Regions from separate parts of the Sus scrofa genome. Here region 1 is linked to region 2. A link is a contact called in public HiChIP or PLAC-seq data. All regions are on one chromosome and are shown on one strand. The core of a region is the stretch at or near the end of the contact, and the rest is flanking DNA. Distances in the headings are between cores, read along the strand shown.

What was found. HiChIP or PLAC-seq counts read pairs in DNA pulled down with a chosen protein or histone mark.
Region 1: a contact with region 2 is called in an H3K27ac HiChIP or PLAC-seq map of alveolar macrophages. The contact joins the promoter of LRRK2 here to the enhancer-like site in region 2. A contact is called at or near these places in 7 of 47 Hi-C or Micro-C datasets (alveolar macrophages, blood, embryonic fibroblasts and 4 more) and 1 of 2 datasets of contacts at active chromatin or transcription factors (alveolar macrophages).

What each region holds. Positions count from the first base shown.
Region 1 is chr5:71,798,904-71,801,876 of Sscrofa11.1, reverse strand. It overlaps LRRK2 (leucine rich repeat kinase 2), which reads right to left and starts at 1,540. Exons shown (of 52, transcript NM_001113437.2): 1 at 1,387-1,540; 2 at 1,033-1,118. The coding sequence starts at 1,540.
Region 2 is chr5:71,721,991-71,724,997 of Sscrofa11.1, reverse strand. The region is part of intron 1 of LOC102165502 (a long non-coding RNA gene); the gene reads left to right. Among named protein-coding and RNA genes, the nearest start is that of SLC2A13, 50 kb to the right of the region's middle. Within about 2 kb of position 1,662, at least 2 of the 83 cell types and tissues checked have an H3K27ac peak or open chromatin away from gene starts, as enhancers often do. A contact at or near this core is called in alveolar macrophages, where this site is marked.

The sequences.
Region 1 (2,973 bases), core at 291-2,790, 77 kb before region 2:
GGATTCGTTAACCACTGCGCCACGACGGGAACTCCTGAGTTATAAATATCTTTACATAAAAGAAGCTAGGTATATGATTACCCAGACAAGACATAGCTGGACAGAGATACACATAAAGTAGATAGATATAGATCTAGAGATCCAGATAATTCTTAACATCTGTCTAACCTCTCAAGTAGATATTAAGAAACACTGCACCTCAACAAAGTTCAATCATCTTTCCCTTCAGGACTTAACAGTGCAAATGAAAAAAACTGATTTTAGTTCCCCAAATCTGAAAATCTACAAAGGAAGTTAACCTCACGCAGTACTTCTGTTTTGACTGTTAACACATCCTTAATTATCATCTTAAGGCTCCTTTTTAAATATATCTAAGACATTGAACAATTTTCTGGGTTTCCTACGGTGCAGATTCTAAAAGTTTCACTGTTATATTCATTTTATATGAAAACAGTTAAGAAGTATAAATTTAAATTCACAGAGGAATCCTAAAATGTCACTTTCTTTAGCTAATACAAGGTGTACTACAATTAAAGAAGGTTAGAAAGCTATCTTCAAGTTAAAAAAAAAAAAACCTTAAACCTATAAGTTTGCCAGTAACTTCATTTTATTAATTTAATTATTATTAATGCTATTACTGTTCATTATTCCTCTTTCCCAAACTATTCACAATGGTGTCACCTCTAGGACACAACCATTGGGAAGATTCTTAGAATAATTTGATCTAAACACTGATGAACTCATCTAGCCATTAACAGAATGAAATCTTAACCTATTATTAGTCCCCTCCCACCACCATCCATATTCTGCCAATCAACTGTATAAAGTTGCTTCTTAAAGACACCTAGGAGCACACTGTAGGCCCTTTTACGCCCTTAGCATTTGATAATGCTTCCATCTTAAAATCACAGTCAGTGGATTGTCAAGCCAAATCTCAGAAACAACCCAGAACTCTGGGTATAGAATACTGACAGAAAAACATCTATTTCCAAAGAGAAGGGGGAACGGGCAAAATGAAAACAACTCCTTTACCTGCTGCACACTAGCGACTCTCATATACGAGTCCAAGACGATCAACAGAGGCACGTGGACATTTTTGTCTTGAAATAACCTGGAGGCTGGAAAAGAAGGGGGTTAGGGGAAAAAAGCAAAGTCACGATTCATGGCACCCCTTTTAAGTCTGAATAGGGGGGAGAAAGCAAAAGAAGTGAGGCCAAGACCTTCCTAAAATTGTCGGGTCCTTTCTGTCTCAAGGAACAGAGAGTTTGCGGCTTCTCAAGAGTCCAGGTTTGTGGTGCCACAAAGTTCAGGGGAAGAAAGTTTGCAAAAAAAGGGGGGGTGAGGGGGAACCGGGGCAAAGGAACGGCTTCCCTGCAAACCCATTACCGTGGTCGGCGTAAGTGAACACCAGCATATCCTCCAGGATTTGGACCAGCGTCTCTATCTGTTTTCCTTCTTGGACATTGTTCAGCCTGACTATCAGTTTCTTCAGAGCTTCCTCGTCCTCCTCCTCGCACCCCTGGCAGCTGCCACTGGCCATGACCGACCCAGCTCCGAACGGGCCGCCCCTCCCGCACGAAGGCCGGCCGCTCCGGGAAGGGGGCGAGCGCCGCTCAGCATCTGCGGCCAGCGTTCCCCGCCGGCCCCATGGGTCCCCACGCCCGTTTAAGGGCAGGCGGCGGCTCCCCGCCCCGCGCCGCCCTCCCGCGCCCTCACGCCAAGCCCTCCTCCGCTTCCTCCTCCCGACCCGGGGCCAACACTCAGCTCCGGGGCCTGCAAGACGTACGGCCGGGGCGGGGCGCAGCGGAGAAAGCAGCGGCCGGCCGGGACCTGGCGGGAGCCGGCTGGGCCCGGGCGAACGTGGCGGTGGCCCCCGCGCCGGCTGAGACGGGATCCCCGGCGGGCGCGGGCTCCCGGGACCGGATCCCGCTCGCGGCGGCGTCGCCGCGGCCCGGAGTCGCACAGGAAGAAAGGGCCTCAGCGGACTCCGCCGAGAGCCCAGGCCCCGGGCGCTGCAGCGGCAGGTAGCGCGTCCCCCCGGCCCGACCCGCCAGCCTGGGCGCCCGCAGCCCCGCGGAAGGTCTGGGAAGTAAGCAGAAGAAAAATAAAAGCTGCCGCGGATCTCCAATCTAAGAAGAGAATCAGGGCGTTGGGAAGAGAGGACGCCGCCCCGTTGGCCCCTTTTAGGAAAACATTCTCCTTAGAGGTCCCCCTATAGGAATGAGTAATTTCCCCCCAAGGGGAATGGAGAGAGCGTTAACCACCAAAATGTACCCAGTAAAATGCTTTTGTATAGTTGTGGTTGTTGGTAGGGGAAGACATTTAAATATATATATATATATATATTCCTGTGGGTTATTTGAAGCTCTGTTGGTCAAAAGGCCACTAAAACACTAAAATTAACTTTTGAAAATTTGAGTTTACGCTAGGAAAGATCTTAAATATTGGGCAGCCAAAAAGTAATCAGTTCTCGGCGAAACTAAAAGTAAAGAAAAACACAGGGGTAAATGAAATGAAAAGGTAGAATGCAGAAAAGTTGAGCGATAGCAAACCTCCCATTGTTTATATTCAAAACTACTGAAGTTTTTGAGGTTTGGTTTGTTTTCTAAGTACCATAGCAATGTGTTTTTCAGGAAGAGAAACCTAAGCAAGAAACACTAAAAACAGGGCTGGACTGAGATGAGCTATTGCAGGCAGATCTGTCTTGGAGTAAAGGTGGGGTCCTTCACAAAGGAGAAGATGGGACTGGAAGTCAGCACTTCACAATTTTAGATCCTTTGTTTTCACTTCTATTACCCAATTCTGATTACAATCTGAAAGAGATAAGACAGCCTCTTAGCCTCCTCTTGAGGAAATGGAGATTTATGGTCTATAAGAGAAGAGCACTGTTGGAGTCAGACAGATGAGACGATGAGAGTCAGGACTGACACACAGGTAGCTCTAACCTCCAAGTGAAGGTTCTTTGCCCTCTTA
Region 2 (3,007 bases), core at 413-2,912:
AAGAGAAATTTCCATTTAAAACTCTCCTTCGAGACTTTAAACCACATTCTAGCTATTTTGTATAGAGAATAAAAGGAAAGGAAAGAAAATAAACAAAAATTTATGACATATGAGGAACTCTTCTTAATTTGAGCCTTCAACGATGGTTTAAGTATTCTTTTAAGAAAAAGCCTTTATACCCATTTGTCTATTGATAACACTTAGATTTCTGCCATACCTTGGCTATTTTAAATAATGCTACAATGACATAAGGGTGCATATATCTTTTTTAATTCATGTTTTTGTTTTCTTTGAATAAATGCCTGGGAATGGAATTACTGGAGTGTACATTACTTCTATTTATAATTATGTAAAATCTCCATCCCTGGTGGTGCAGTGGGTTAAGGATCTGGCATTGTCACTGCAGTGGTTCAGTACACTGCTGTGGCATGGGTATGATCCCTGGTTCAGGAACTTCCACATACCATGGGCACAGCCCCTGCCCATCCCCCTCCCCCCAAAAAAACCCCTCCATACGATTTTTCCATAGTGGCTGCACCAATTATTATTTCTACCAACAGTGCGCAAAGATTCCCGCTTCTCTACATCCATGCTAACACATTATTTGTTGTCTTTTTGAGGCTGGCCCTTCTGACGCATGTAAAGTGATACCTCATTGTGATTTTGATTTGCATTTCCCTGATAATTAGCAATGCTGAGCATTTTTTCATGTGCCTTTTGAAATTTTGTTTGTCTTTGGGAAAATGTCTATTTAGATTCTCTATCATTTTTTAATTTGGTTGTTTTTTGATGTTGAATTATGTGACTTTTTGGATATTTTGGATATTAACCTCTTATTGGATATATCATTTGCAAACATTGTCCCCCATCAATAGGCAGCCTTTTCATTTTGTTGACCTTTTCTTTCACTGTGCCAAAGCCTTGTAGTTTAATGTAGTCCTACTTGCTTATGTTTGCTTTTATTTCCCATGGCTAAGGAGACTTTTCCCCAAAATAGTACCAAGACAGATAACAAACTATGTACTGCCAGGAAAAGGGATCAAGATGGAAGAATAAGAGGACAGTGGGCACACCTCCCCTCAGGAACACCTCAAAAAAATAACTATATATAGACTTTTACTAAAATCAACCTGGGAACTAGAAGGACAGGACAGCCCTTCAGCAACCAAGGCTGTAATGACAGATCCACACAGTCTGGCAGGAAGGGATGAGGAGTGAGCTTATTGGGACCTGCACTGTGTCTATTGGGGGACACAGAAGAGGAAGGGGAGGTCACAGGCTCAGGGATTCTATATTAGGCACCCCAGCCCTGGAGGCAGACACCATGAAGATAAGCTTTCTTAGCTGGTTCGAAAACCAGGGGGCTTACCAGAGGGATATAAGGAAACCAAGACCTTGCTTTTAAAAAACACAAGCATAGACTTGCTTACTCTGTCCCTGGATAGAGGTAGCATATTGAAAACTACCTGAAACCCTGACCTGCTGAAAAGACTTATCATCCCACAATCCCACATTTGCAGTTGAACACAGTAGCAAATTTTACACATATGTATTTAGTGGTACCAAGTTTCCTTATCATAAAAATTAAAATGTGTAGAAAAATCTCAGCAAAAGAGCGCCCCCTTGTGGACCTCTGTTAGGTGGCAAAATGTGTAATGAATAAGCCTGAATGTTCCTCTGAAATGATACAGCTCTTTTGAATCATACATTCCAGTTTTTGCATATAATCCTGATGAAAACCTTCCTTGATATCAGCAGACTCAAACACTTCTCAGAAGTTAATCCAGACTAAGAGAATAAAAGTAGCATGCTGATAAATTTTGGAGAGTTTCTTTTCTCTCAATTTCTTAGTTGACAGTGTCATAAGACTTCATTTCTTCAAAGTTTTAAAGGTTGAAGCACAGTGGTTTTTATGCTAATTGTAACCTAGGCTGTTTAAATTATATTGGGCTTCTAGAAGACGCTTCTCTGCATAAAATGAGAAAACATTTTGAATGGGGTTTTTTGGGGGAGGGGCATGTTTTAAGATTAACTTTATTTCAGAGTTCCCACTGTGGCTCAGGGGTAACGAATCCGACTAGAATCCGTGAGGATGCAGGTTTGATCCCTGGCCTCACTCAGTGGGTTAAGGATTTGGCATTGCCATGAACTGTGGTGTAGATCACAGCCATGACTTGGATCCTTCATTGCCATTGCTGTTGCATCGGCTGACAGCTACAGCTCTGATTAGACCCCAGGGCTGGGAACTTCCACGTGCCCTTATGCCGCAGGTTCAGGTGTGGCCCTAAGAAGCAAAAAAAAAAAAAGATTAACATTATTTCATTCATCACTGTATTTTGTTCTGTTTCTCAGTAGAAATTACACGGTTTTTTTTGTTTGTTGTTGTTACTACCACTCTGTTAATAAAGAGGAAACTGAGGAAAATAAATAACTCTTTGATCACCTCAGAGTGGTACAAAGTCCTTTCAAAAAATATTTTTAATTAACAATTAAAAAAAATTATCTATTTATTTATTTAGGCCAGTCCCACAGCATGCGGAAATTCCTGGGCCAAAGATCTGACCTGCACCACAGTAGTGACAATAACAGATCCTTAACCCACTGAGCTGCCAGAGAACTTCCACTTTAATTTTAAGTTTCTTTCTGGTGACTATGTAATTATGTCCCCCAATTTTTTTTTAAACCTAGAGAATTTTATTAACCTCATTTGGCGGCCAAGGAACATGCTAAATAAATTTTTCAAGGACTCAGAAAGAATAAGTGGCAAAGCAAGATTAAAATTCTGGTATACTGATTTCCTACTCTAATCTTAGCTGATTGCCAAGACTGCTGCTCTAAAAATGTTTGTTCGTAAGTAGAAGCAATTTTTGGATGGGATTTTTCAAGGTAATTCTATGATTTTTGTGGGGGAAAATAACTTATAGGATTTGATAAAAAATTTCTTTTGCAAATAAGAGTTCCTAATCACAAATATGCTAATTTCGAAGGAGACAATAGAAAGAGAAAT